2 separate regions of the Mus musculus genome follow, and region 1 is linked to region 2. A link is a contact called in public promoter capture Hi-C data. All regions are on one chromosome and are shown on one strand. Each heading gives the region's core, a stretch centred on a gene start, on an enhancer-like site or on the middle of the called end of the contact. The rest is flanking DNA. Distances are from core to core; before and after follow the strand shown. Region 1 has its middle 48 kb from the start of 2610300M13Rik. Region 2 holds the start of 4930544G11Rik (RIKEN cDNA 4930544G11 gene).

Region 1 (7,172 bases), core at 3,571-6,070, 470 kb after region 2:
ACAGTGGGGAGCACTTCAGTTGGGAGAAGGCCTGGTATATTTCAGAAACCGAAGATTGCCCTGGTTTAAGCAAAATGGTGGGCATGGGACATCCAGGGGGACAAAGTTACAGGAAGGAAAACAGAAAGCACAACATCCAATGCTGGCAAGAAGAAGCCAGTGTGGCCAGGGAGGGCTACATGAGGTCTGAGAATTCAAAGAACAGATCAAAGAAGTCTTGCAGGCCACGGGGAAGCCAGCTCCACAGGAAGTGGTCTGGAGATCACTTGTAAAACAGTGAGCAGACTTGATGAATTAAATGCCAGCCTTGAAAAGGGCAGAAGTGTGTCTAGTTCCCAGGTTTCCCCTCGTCCGTGGACTACACTGGGATGATTTTAACAACCAGTTTTCCATTTGTGCGCAGTGACTTAGCACATCATTTTTTTCTGATACAAGCTTAATGGCTGGATTATGTGAGAAATAAAAATTCCAGCTTGCATCAAGATGCACATACTTGTGTTTCATATTTCTCTCTTCTTTCCCTACTTTATATGTATTAATTAAAAATGAGATGGATATTATCTATAAATCTACTGGTGAAGAAGGAAAAATCTGGAGACTTAATAATAGTGAAAATGAGGTAACCATGCCACACTTGTGCTAATAAACTTAAGAAACAGCCATTCTATACACATCAAACTCCTGTAGTCTGCCAAATATCCTATTGGGATGATAATTACCAGACCAAGATCCTTAAGTCAGTAAATTAACCCTTTATCTATTTTTCTTCAGCCTGAATTTTTTTTTCTTTCTGTTTTTAAGAGTTCAGTTTCTGGGTTTCACATTTGGTTTATGAGAATTAAACTATTATGAGGCATTTTAATTGCATAGGACACAACTATAATTGAAATTTATCCATTTTTTGTTTGACATTTTAATTGTCTCATTAGCCAGAAAACAGACTCTGGACAGCCAAGGTGAGCCTTCATTATAAATTTGAAAAATAGAGGGGCCCCCTACCTACTCTATCCCAAGGTTGCTTGTTTCCATTCTTTCTGCTGGCCCTCATGGCTTCAGTCCTGTTCCCCTCCAACCCCCAGTACCTGATCGTGTTCCCCTCTTCTCCCCCTTCCCTTTCCACCCAGGTCCCTCTTCCCTTTCCACCCAGGTCCCTCTCTCCCCGACTCCCCACTCCCCCCCTTAGATGAAATGCCCTACAGTGGAGAGAGGGAACTAGTAGAGTCCACCTTCAGTAGAAAAACAGGGAGGTCGTGAAGTGGAGGGATGGGGTTGCCATCCCACATTCAATTGTTCCTGTCTTGAATTCCTGAATTGTTTTGTCCCTTTTGCAGGGACAAAAATGGAGAAGAGCCTGAGGAAAAGGAGGTCCAATGTGACTGGCCCAAAGTTGAATCCAGGTCAGGGGGAGGTCCCAACATCTGTCACTAACACTTTTATACTTACAAACAGGGACCTATCATGACTGTCCTCAGAAAGGCCCAACAAGCAGCTGAAAGAGTAAGATGCAAATATTTATACCCAACCAGTGGACAGAAGATGGTGATCTCTGTGGTTGAATTAGGAAAAAGCTGGAAGAACCTGAGGAGAAGGGTGACCCTATAGGTAGAACAGCAGTCTCAACTAACCTGGACCCCTGGATCTCTCAGACACTAAGCTACCAACCAGGCAGCATACACCAGCTGATATGAGGCCCCAAACACATTTACAGCAGAGGACTGCCGGATCTGGACTCAGTCAGAGAAGATGCACCTAACCCTCAAGAGACGTTAGGGGGGACATCTTCTTGGAGACTTGGTGGAGGGGAGTGGGATGTGGAACAGTCAGAGGGTGGACAGGGAGGGGGATAAAGTTTGGACTGTAAAAAAATGATTAAAGGATAAAAAAAAAATGAAAAAACAATTTTTAGTGGTTTGAAGTCATGATTCCAGGTTTCCCCTGAAGTCCTTTAAACACAGGGAAAATTTTTATTCACATTTTATTTTACTTATGACATCTAATATTGTCTATAAGTTATGTTTTAAAGATTTATTTTTATTTTACATATTGTAATGTTGTGCATCTGTAACCCACAAAGCCAAAGGACGAAACTGGCTGACTTGAAGCTGGAGTTTCACAGGATTGTGAGTCACCACATGGGTACTGGGTAGCAAACACCATCATCTGCAAAAGGTCAAGGTCTCTCAACCACTGAGCAGTCCATCTAACTTTTCTTGATGCCCTGCTTAAAGGTACTTAATATGAACTCACATGTTGCTCCTCTCTGTGCTACAGCAAAGTTAATATATAGAACATCCCCCAAGAGTCCTGAGACGGTAAGATCATAGAGCCGAACACCCTGCCTCTCTCTAGAGGTAACTGATACCTTATGTGGTCACTACTTCCTTGTTATGCTTCAGTTTGGATACATATGTTTGTTTGCCTAATAATGTGGGTTTATTTTTCTATGTTTTTAAACTATAAAAGTAGATCCATGAATTGGAGCATTCTCATGTAAGCATCCATTGTGTTTCCTTGGCTCACCATTCAGTTGATGAGAGTCGTGAGTATATGTATGTGTATCTTACTTTATAGACTCATCTATTCACATTATTTGATTATCCAGTGAAAATCTCAAACATAGTATGCCTAAAACCACATTCGTTTAAAAACAAAAACTGCTTTTATCAAGTGATCATAGCCACCCCCCCCCCAACTCTTCTCCAATATACCTCACTCAACTTTTGAGTCTTGCTCTCTCTCTCTCCCCCATTTTACTGAAACCCATCAGGTCCTGTCTGTGTTGACCTACTTCCCTTGGGCATGGGACCTGTCCTGGAGTGTGATTGACCTACTGGGGTCACACTATAAAAGTAAACTGACTCCATGAGATGAATCCCTTACCTGGTACTGTTAAGAGATCCAAGACCTTGTGGTTAGATAGATCATAGGCCCTAAAGAGAGCCCATACCATAATTATGCTAAACGGGGAGAGTATTAAAATGATTTCTGGAGAGGTGGGTCAGCAGTTAAGAGCACTATCTGTTCTTCCAGAGGATCCAGGTTCAATTCCTAGCACCATCAACTCTCCATAATCTGGTTCCATGTGATTTGACATCCTCACACAGACATACATGCAAGCAAAACACCAATGCACATATTATATATATATATATATATATATATATATATATATATATATATATACTTCTAATGACATACCCTAATCAATTTATCTCTCATCCCTATTAGAGGATCTTCTTCTTGTAATAAAAGCTCCTAATTGGTCAGTATGTAGAAAATAAGAGATTTCAAAGTGCTCAGTCCTGAATAAAACGTCTATATCACATCCTTCCCTTCAAGGACTAGGGGTTTTTGAGGAATAGGGGCCAGAAAGATTGTAATAATAAAAGGTAGTAAATGATTTTAAGAAAGCAGTGTTTTACAGACACAATCTATTTTTATTTTATGTGCATTGGTTAGTCATGCATTTGAAACCCACAGCAAATGTGACAATATGTCCAAGACCTGTGTAAGCTCAAGCAAGTTAAAAATCCCAACATGGAGCAAGGAAAGTGGGCATGAAATCCATTCCTAGCAGAAGAACTGTTGGCATTTGATAATCCTGGGAACAGGAGTCAGCAAATCAAACAATAAAAAACTAATCACCATGATTGATATGATTATTAGACTATATGACTGTTATTATGTTATTATACATTAGTATAGTTAGACATATATTAAATATCTAATAGATATTAGACATTTTAGACTACATGAGACACACAGTTGAATATAAAGAGTACACTTATAATTATTTTCTAACATCCAAGCAGAAAGAAATAAGGTAAAATATCCAGGATATTCCTCAAAAATATTATTATTGATAAAAATAACAGATTCCATATAGCTTTTGAACTTAACAGTTCAAAGTTTAAGAAGAAGGTAAATATTATAATAAATATCCAATATTAACTCCTAATTATATTTTCAAATAATTGAGTATGAGAGTTTGGATGTATGTTCAAATATTTTATTGAGAATTATTACAACTACATTCATAAAGGATATTAATATTAGCCTATAATTTTGGTTAAATTTTTGTATGGTTTTGGTACCATGGTGATAGTGGCTTCATAAAAGAATTAGAAAGTGTTCCTTGACTATTTTGTGTACTAATTTGAGGATTGTTGACATTAATTATTTTTTAGTAGAATTCTACTCAGAATTCATTTGATCCTCAGCTTTTTTTTTTTTCCTTAGAAGACTTTTAATTACTGCTTCTATTTCACTAGAGGTTATGGCCTGTTTGAATTGAGGTAAAGTACTTAACAATCTCAGTACTGAAATAGTTTTAAATAAGCTGTATCCGGAAAATGAGCTGCTTATGTAAGGTACAAGAATCCCTTCTGAATTTCAGGGTTTAAAAAGAAAATCATAAGCAAATATCTTGAAGAAATACCCTTGCACACAAAACTTAGAATATAAAGCAAATTAGTGTTTCTTACACTTGGTTCCCAAAACACTGACAATTTTTCCAGGATTCATTAACTGTTGACCAGTTTATAGGCTATCTTTCTCCTCTCTCAGTTACAAAATACTTATTCATTTTTCTACTTCTACAAATACTTTTTATTTTCATTTTTTTAAGCATACATTTCCTTTAAAGTTAACATACATACGTCCTTCAGTTCCCTCCCTTTTGAGACAGGAATCATGACGGTAGAAGGAGTCCTGAGGACCCCATTTTTGTATGTCTAAAATATTCAGGAGTAGACAATGTTCCCTTTCAAGGCACTGACCCTTCCTGATTTATCCGCTTCTCCTTCTGGACTTATCCATGTGGGAGAACATTGCCAAACCCCATTTGTCTTTTCCTGCCAGCGTCCCTGTGTCGTGACATTATGGCACTTTGTTCTGCAGAAGTATTTTTAAAAGGTGACAAGCCTGTTTCTGTGGAACATTTAAATAATAAAAAGCAGTTTTAATTAGTCTCTGGAAGCTGCTGGGAAGATGGCAATGGAGCACAGCAGCTCACACAGTGTTTGCTTTATGCTTCTTGGGTTATATCCGTCTACACGTGAATATAGCTATGATATATGCAGGCCACTCTTCCAGAATATTTTACTCTTTCTCTGCTAGGAAAAAAAATGTTCTCATATTAAAGCCTTTGCAGAATACATTTTATTATTTCTGGAACTATTTGCTGAGGTAATTAAAAACATTTCCATTTCACTTTGCTAAATTAAGATTTCCCTGATGCCCAATTCACAACATTAAGGAAACAGAAACACTAGAGAACTCAGATGGTAGTTTAATGTTGTTTCTGCTTAGCCACTTTGGGTTTTCTTTACGAAATGAAGCACTTAAACATGCACAAGCTCCTTTTGCTTTCACCATTTGCATATGATCGCTGTCTCATTCCAGACAATGGTCCTGTGAGTCCACTCCCTGGTTACATCTACTCATATTACATTGTAATAATTGGTACATGTTTCTCTCAAAATGTGAGAAAAATTGTGACCCGTGTCCCATGTGTACTGTCAGCATGGTGGTAGCTGCGCGTACTATTTGCTAAGTAAATCAACGTATGAGCAATGACCCATTAGCAATTTCTCTGAAGCACTCCTGAGGCTCCTGAATATTTTTTTTCCAATTTCCACAATATTCTCAGTGTAAATGGTTTCCTTTATTTGGGTTTTAGAACAATATACCATATATTCTCTGTCCTTTCTCCCCTATATGAGACCATGATCTCAGCCCTCAGAAAGGGCATTCATTTGGGAAATTAAACTGTGCCAAGCTATGGAATTTCAAATGGAGATATATTTAGGTTCAGTACTCCCTTAATTATATTGTCAAATTATTTCCAGTATCTTTCAAAGCTTAATAAAATGCATTAAATCATATTCTGATGTTTAAAAGAATGAGAATAACCATGAAAACTGCAATTCAGTGCCAGCGAATAATAACAGTGTAAAGTAAAAACACATAGAGTCTATTTTAATCACATCCTCAGTAAAATATTTATACAGTGTTGTTTCACAATTAAAAATTTAATAATTTAGAGAGTTTGAAAAAACAGAGTCATAATACCAGAAGAAAGGAAAATGTAAATTAAAATGTAGAGGAAACTGCTTAAGAGAAAGAAATAGCTCAGAACATCTTCAATATTTCCCATGACTGTGGAATTAAAGGATCTAAAATGATGTAAAGTTGACTCATCAATTACAAACACTTGCAGACTCTTGCAGTAGAGTTGGGTTAGGTTTCCAGCATCCACATCAGGCAGCTCACAGTCACCTGTAACTCTAGTTCCAAAGATTCTCATGCCATCTTCTGGCCTTCACAAGTACCTGGATGCATGTCATATATACACGAACACATAAGATAAATCTTCTTTAAAAGTCTGACCCTAGGGATCAGTTTAACTATATAGAAATTAGCAGGAAGATTATAGACGTGAAAGTGTTCACCTTATTTCTCTGCCTTTCGACATAACAAATGACTATTAATAACAATGTAGAAAAAAATAACTAAAGAAATTAATACCTGAGCATAGTTCTTAATCTCTCAAACATTTCAAAGAGGCTCTGAAACGTCCATCACCAGAGGTGACCAGGGGTCATCAGAAACAAAGACAAATAGTTGGGAGCCTTTCAACTTAAACTAGCCTCCATGGTAACCTCTACACCTGCCCCCTATTCCATGTCATCTGTCATTGATTCCTAGTGTTCAAAGTATCAGTTTTAAGCATTCATAGCTTTGTGTAGAATTACTCATATACATAAATGTATACCTCCTTACATTTTTAAACAGACATCATTTTTGGAAGGTATGAGATTCCTTTAAATTTTAAAATAATTTCTTTTCCCTCTCTTAATAAATATCTTCTTTGAGGAAAGTCAGGAGAAATCAAAATAATTGATGATTTGATAGCAAATCCTTTAAGGTACAGTTGTGACTAAGAATATATAAATGGCCTATGTTGTTTAATGAAATTATTTATAGAACACTGTGCAAAAAAATATCACAAACCAACAGAATCACAGATTCCCCACATTTGTAAACCACTACCCAATTGAGATCGAAATATCAGAGTTCATATACATTTGAAATTGTGCCTGTTTGGGTGTTTTGGTGTAAAATAGAACTGAAGAGACTATATACAAGGTATAGTGATTATAAACATTATT
Region 2 (6,649 bases), core at 4,040-6,539:
CACACATAAAACACACATATGTGTGTGCATGCCTGTGCTACATAACAAAAATTATTGAAAAAGAAACTATATGTGAAAGGGTTTGCAAGGAAGAAAGGAAAAGAGAAAATATGTAATTATATTACAATATCAAAAATAAAACAAATAATTAAAAAATAAACTTAGAGTAATTTTAAATTATGTCTAACATGAATAACAGGCATGGCGGGGCACACATGTGGGAGTAAGTCTAGTCTAGTAGCAAGCTCATTGAGCCATCCTAGCAGCCGTAAATTTGTATCCCTTGTGTATATGCCACATTGGCAAGCACATAGGAATGGAAAACTAACTTTTTAAAAAAATAATGTCAGTAATTAATGTGTTTATAATAGGGAATGAATGTAAGACTGCTAACATTCTTGTTGGCTAATGCAAGAAATTATAGGGAAAAAAAATCACTGTTCTTGTAAGAATTCATTACATCTGTAAGTTCTAGTACTAACTGTTTGCCTTCAAAGCTATAGAAAAATGAAAAGAACCCCAGCTCCCAAAAGATGTTTGCATTATTCTATTATTTCATAGACAAATTTATCCTCCAAATATACTAACAAAATTATTCCCTCAAACTTAATGTTCTATACTTTACTTTTTTATTTTAGTACCATTGTTTTTTCTTTGTTATGTGAAAAACTGGAATGTATTTTAAAAACAACTGTTAAGACTTAAGACTTCTTTTATCTTGTCTGACAAACTGGGCTTGGCACTTTTTAGTCTCTGATAAATTGTTCCCATCTTTCTGTCAGACACATGTAGCTTCATTTGGATGTAACCAGACTTATGTTAAGAGTTTGTGCTAAAATATAAATCTGTTATTGTACACCTGATATGAAATGTATCATCACTAGGTTTAAATCAGATAAAAGCCTAGCACTATAGACTTAATACAAGGTAGTGCTCTGTATAGGTCAATCTAATTCAATGTAACTGCTGATGTACAATTGAAAGTCAAATAAATTCTTTAACAACTATGCTAGAACAAACTGTATGTTCTACTATCAGAATGCTAGGCAAGATATGCCCACTCATGCAATAGTGGCACAACTACTATGGGTGCAACTAATGGCTTTCTGATTGGATTTGAGACCTACTCCGCAGGAGAAATTCACATCTGATGTTATAAACTTGGGAAAAATCTTGTGACTCAGAAGATCATAGGTCCTAGCAGAGAAGCTACTGTTATTATTTTGATAAATAAATATGATATGCCCATCAAATTGCTTTCTAAATATTTACACTTAAATCCATAGCTTATGATGATGTCATCTTTTGACAGAGAAATTTGTTTTTATACTGTGTAATACTGTAGAGACTCATAATTGGCAAAAGTGCTTACAATGGACTTCTCAGCATTAATTGATACATCTACATTACATCCTCAAAGGTACAGAAGGGGTCAGAATAATTCCTAGGAGGAAAATGCCTCTAATCAGGTCCTTTCATGGCTCCAGGGATGAATATGACTAAGGGAAGAGAAAGCAAAAGGAAGAAGTAATAAATACAGTCAGACCCACAGAAAAGCTAGGGGCAGGGAAACTTGTTACTCTGATAGAGAACCTACAACATTCCAGAAACTCAGCATGTTCATTATATACATTTGAGCAGAGAGGCAGGGTTTTTGCATACAGCTGAATGGGAGACAATGTTATTCCATATAAACAAGGAGACAGTGTTTATAGTATGTAGCTGGATCAAGGAGACAGGTCTTGTTAATCTCACTAGGCGCAATCTTCATAGCAGAACAGACTTCAACACATAAACATCCCAGAGGAGAAAGTTGTGGTATTGTACATTTTCTTTACAAAATATCAAGATTTGCACTAGAACCAGGAAGGAAAGCTGGTTTAATGTTTCTCTGAGCTTAGTCCAGGGAAGACTTTTTAAATTTCCCCATAGGTATGATGCTTTGCAGCTTCCTTGGCATGGTCCTGCCCAGGCCAATAGCCCATACTCACTGAGAACATCACTCACTCAGGGCTTGATAAAGAGTGGGGTGTTGTAAACACCTTCCCTGTGGGCATAGCATGGCTGTTGCTCTCTTGAACTGTGATCATCTATGATAGTCTTGCTGACTAGTTTTATGTCAGCTTGACACAGCTAGAATTCTTTGAGAGGAGGGGATCAGGAAAAATGCTTCTATAAGATGGGGTTGTAGGCAAACCTGCAGAGTATTTTCTTAATTATTAATTTATGTGAGAGTGTCCAGCTCATTGTGAGAGGTAGTATTTCCAGGCTATTGTTCCCAGGTCCTTTAGGAAATCAGGCAGAGCAAGCCATGAGAAACAAGCTAGCAAGAAACACTCCTCTATGGACTTTGCACCAGCTACTGCCTCCAGGTTCCTGGACTGACTTCTTATAGTGATATGAAAATGTAAGGGAAACAAATCATTTACTCCCAAAGTTGCTTTAGTAATGGTATTTCATCAGAACAATAGAAACCTCAACTAAGATATTACCCAAAGGAGAAGTGCATACGTTTGGAATCATTAGCTTTCCACCAGTGGAGCAGGGAAAGGGCTTATGAGGATCTGATCTTATAATTAATGGTTACCAGGGGAGAGGGCTCTCCAGTCCATACCCATCTCTGAATGCTATATAGAGAGTTTGCTGTTGTTGGAGGGACTTTTTTCATTCTGTGATATAGCAGTTTGTCAGTAGAAAAAGCAATATAACCACCCTGAACAAGTTCATGTATACTCCTAAAACCATGCAAAATAAAATTACTACATGGCCCATGACCTCACTTCATGGTATAGAGCTATCTGACTCTATTTTGTTCTGTAGAAAAATACCTGACAGCAAATAATTTTCAATGAACAGAAATTTGTTTCTTACAGTTTTGGAGATATGGAATTCCAAGTTTAAGATGCAGGCATCTGTGATGATATTCTTGCACTAGTAGGATGGAGTGCAGAAAAAGTGATGAATTAGAGGAAATAAAGATCTGTTCCATAATAAAGTCACTATTTTTCGTAGCAGAGACTTCATGTCCTAGTCATCTCTTCAATATCCCCCCTCTTAAGAGAACAGAAACTGTTCTGACAGCAGAAATTATATTCTACATGAATGTCAAAGAAAAAAATTCAAAAAATAACAATATAAAAGAATTGGAAACCAGATCTTCAAGAAATATCTACAACCCTTTCAAGACAGCACTATTTTCAACAGACTAGGAAGATGCCGATTCATTAAAGAAAGAATAAATTAAGGAAACATAGTTCATTCTTAGCGAGTAGAAAACTGAGTCGGAGGCAAGAGGCAGAATTGACTGAGCTGTTGTGTTTGTGGGAGCCAAGAAGAAACAATGAGTGCTTAGACGTAAGAACACTGGTGAATTCAAGCCTCATGCCCTGCCCTCTCCACTAGCCAAACAAATGAGTAAGAAAGGACAAATGCGGACCCAGTGTAACTCACACTCAGATTCATGGACACAGAGCTACTTGGGTGTGAAGCGGAACCAGTGCTGCAGAACAAAGCCAGGCACCCAAGGCTGGAGGGTCTGCAGCCAAAATGCTAGTGAGAGGAGAGAAAAGTGACCAGCTGGTGTGCTAGCCCAGAGAACAATGTCAGCAGGGAATACAGGATCACAAGATTGTCCTGGGCTTTGCCCTTCAAGGGCAGGCTGCTTTGGTCTGATTGCTCTGCATTCTATTATAGGCCTGGAAAGATCTCCCACAGATCTACACAGGTAGACCATCTATCCTGTAAGGGGACATTCATTCGGATGTCTGTGGCAGTGTGAGATGGAATATGACACTTCCTGAATTTCCAGGCTTCATATACATGAAATTCTGCCAGACCTGGAGAGGGAAAGGCTTAGCTGCACATAGCCCTCTCTGGCCTGGTCTCACTTATTCGAATTTTGGAAAGAAAATGACTCCTTCACAACTTCCACAAACAAACAAGCAAACAAAAGGTTTTGTTTTGTTTTGTTTTGTTTAATTTTAAAGCATTGCTGTGCCGCTTGCTTGTTATTTTGTTGTTGCTGTTTCTATTTCTTGTGTTTGGTTTAGTGTTGTTTTCTACACGACATCACACGACCTTCCTCTGCCTCTTCTCTCCACCTTCCCATTCCCTTTGTACTTAATTACTATGCTACTAGTAACATCAATTGTAGAGAAATAAATTAGAAGTCACTGGAATGAAATCTAAACTTAACAGGATACAGGAGCACAGTTTTAAGAAGGAAGTTTAGAGCTAAATACTTACACTAAAACATCATAAAGATCTCAAAAAGAAAAGATGCCAAACCTAAAGCCAAAAACTGAAAAGGAACAATGAACACTGAGGCAAAGAGTGATAAAATAGTGACTAAAAAAGCAACGTAAAGAATGAATGAGAGTAGGAAATGGTTCTTTGAAAAGATAATCAAGATTGATAAAGCATCAACAAAATTAGCCTACAGAAAAAAGAATGTGAAACTAATAAAGCTAGAGGTGAAAATGTGTGTGTTACAGTGTTTTCCTATTAGGTTCGGGGTCAGTGGGGATCACTCAGCAAGCTTACATTTTTAAAATGGAAAATCTAAGCTCAATGGATGTTTCTGCGCACAGCAGTTCTGCCAAAATTAAGGTGTGATCAAGCACATCACATAGAAGCACAAGAGGAATATGATTGAAGCAGAGATGAAGAACCTTCCAATGAAGAAAAGCCCAGGCCTGAGGGATTCCCTGCTGACTTCCTCCATGCTGTTCAAAGAGTTAACTCCACGGCGCCTCCCCAGCTGCTCTTTGGAATAGAAAGGAAAGGAGCACTGTTGAACTCATTCTATGAACTGAAGTAGTACACTGATGCCAAAACCAGATTAAAGACGTAAGGAAGAAACCCATCCATCAAGCCCCTTGGTGGACACAAATGGACCCACCCCTCCCCCCAATGAAATGCTTGCAAACTGAAGTCAAAGGCATATTAAAAAGAATTATCACGAACTGTGAGTCAAGTGAATTTCACGCCAAGGATACAAGGACGGTTCAATAAATGTGGCAAAGCATTTGAATAGATTTAAGAGAAACCACACAGCAATCGCAAAAGATCTTTGACTAAATTTAGCACTTGTATGAACAGAATATCTTGAAGAAACCAGCAATAGAAAGGATGTGTTTTGAGAATTCCCATCACGCCTACGTAGGTGAGATGATTGCTTAAGTACCTTTCTTTCAGGGCAAAAAGACCTCTCACGCGCAACCTTGTTGAACTATGAATGTGAGGATATGTGTGGTTGGCAGGCTCGAGCCAAGCTGGGCATTCAGGCGCATGCGTATCCTGCCTCCCTCCGCCACCGGCCTTCCAACACTGTCTTCAGTTGGTTCTCTCTTGAGTCTGCCACCTCCTGCTGAGCTGGGCCTCAGAGGTGGTGGCTCAGGATAGGTGTCCTCTACACTAATTGGTCTTCCTGGGTGTAGTCTGAGAGCCTGTGGTCTGAGAAGTCCCAGGCGCTTTGTGCAGTAGCAAAAACATCCTAGGCAATGGCTGCCATCCGGAAGAAACTGGTGATCGTGGGAGATGGAGCTTGTGGAAAAACATGTTTGCTCATCGTCTTCAGCAAGGACCAGTTTCCTGAGGTTTACGTGCCCACAGTATTTGAGAACTATGTGGCTGATATCGAAGTGGATGGAAAACAGGTGGAGTTGGCCCTGTGGGATACAGCTGGACAAGAAGATTATGATCGCCTGAGGCCACTCTCCTATCCCGACACTGATGTTCTCTTGTTATGTTTCTCCATTGGCAACCCTGATAGCTTTGGGAACATCCCACATAAATGGATTCCAGAAGTCAAGCATTTCTGTCCCAACGTGCCCATCATCCTGGTTGGGAGTAAGAAGGATCTTCGGAATGACTTCTACACGATACAAGAGTTAGCCAAGAGGAAGCAAGCGCCTGTGAGACCTGAACAAGGCCAAGGGTTGGCGAACAGCATTGGCGCTTTCGAGTATGTGGAGTGTTCAGCGAAGACCAAAGATGGAGTGAGGAGGGTCTTTGAAAAGGCCACAAGGGCTGCTCTGCAAACGAATCGAGTGAAGAAAAAGACTGGTTGCTTTGTCTTTTGAAGTATTTGTGCAAACACAGTCCCGGTACAGTTAATTTTCAAGTGCTATTTACAAATGTTATGGTGTAATTGCTAGCCTTTTTGTTTGTTTGTATGTCCGAGATTACAAATCAGAAGTCATCTTGCTGTCAATGTTTAGAAAGCAACCATGATTACTAATGACATCCTCTAGGTCTGACCTGCCAGGGTCCTGACTCTTCTGTCACAGCCCATTCTGCACTCCACCTGAAACATCAGGCACTAATTGAAGAATTTATTATCTCTAGAAAGAGAAACGGTAACTTTGTCGTTTAGAATGTAACTCTTTCTGACCTGCCCAACCTACCATCTGTGAGCTGGGAAGAACGCAGTTGAGTCACCACTTAAGAGTTTACTCCCTAACAACTTTCACTGCCATCTTTATTCTCTTGGAAATCTCTCTCCAGGCAGCTGTGGTAGAGTAACAGCTCTGTGGTTTCCTGTGAGTTACCTTATAGTTACTGTGTAAGTAGTGCCACTTAGTGTATGTCACCAGAATGAAGAAGATCTACCCCAGACTAGATGTAGCATTTTTGGTATATTTGTATT

Evidence for each region. Promoter capture Hi-C pulls out the DNA fragments that hold promoters and counts their contacts.
Region 1: a promoter capture Hi-C map of neural stem cells shows a contact between it and region 2. The contact joins the enhancer-like site here to the promoter of 4930544G11Rik in region 2. A contact is called at or near these places in 11 of 39 promoter capture datasets (the 3T3-L1 cell line, the HPC-7 cell line, cranial neural crest and 8 more) and 3 of 9 other capture datasets (adipose tissue, liver and macrophages).

What each region holds. Positions count from the first base shown.
Region 1 is chr6:66,414,826-66,421,997 of GRCm38.p6, forward strand. No RefSeq gene overlaps it. Among named protein-coding and RNA genes, the nearest start is that of 2610300M13Rik, 48 kb to the right of the region's middle. Within about 2 kb of position 4,821, at least 7 of the 459 cell types and tissues checked have an H3K27ac peak or open chromatin away from gene starts, as enhancers often do. A contact at or near this core is called in neural stem cells, where this site is marked.
Region 2 is chr6:65,947,282-65,953,930 of GRCm38.p6, forward strand. 4930544G11Rik (RIKEN cDNA 4930544G11 gene) reads left to right here and starts at 5,290. Exons shown (of 1, transcript NM_001161773.1): 1 at 5,290-6,649. The coding sequence starts at 5,502. The coding sequence ends at 6,083.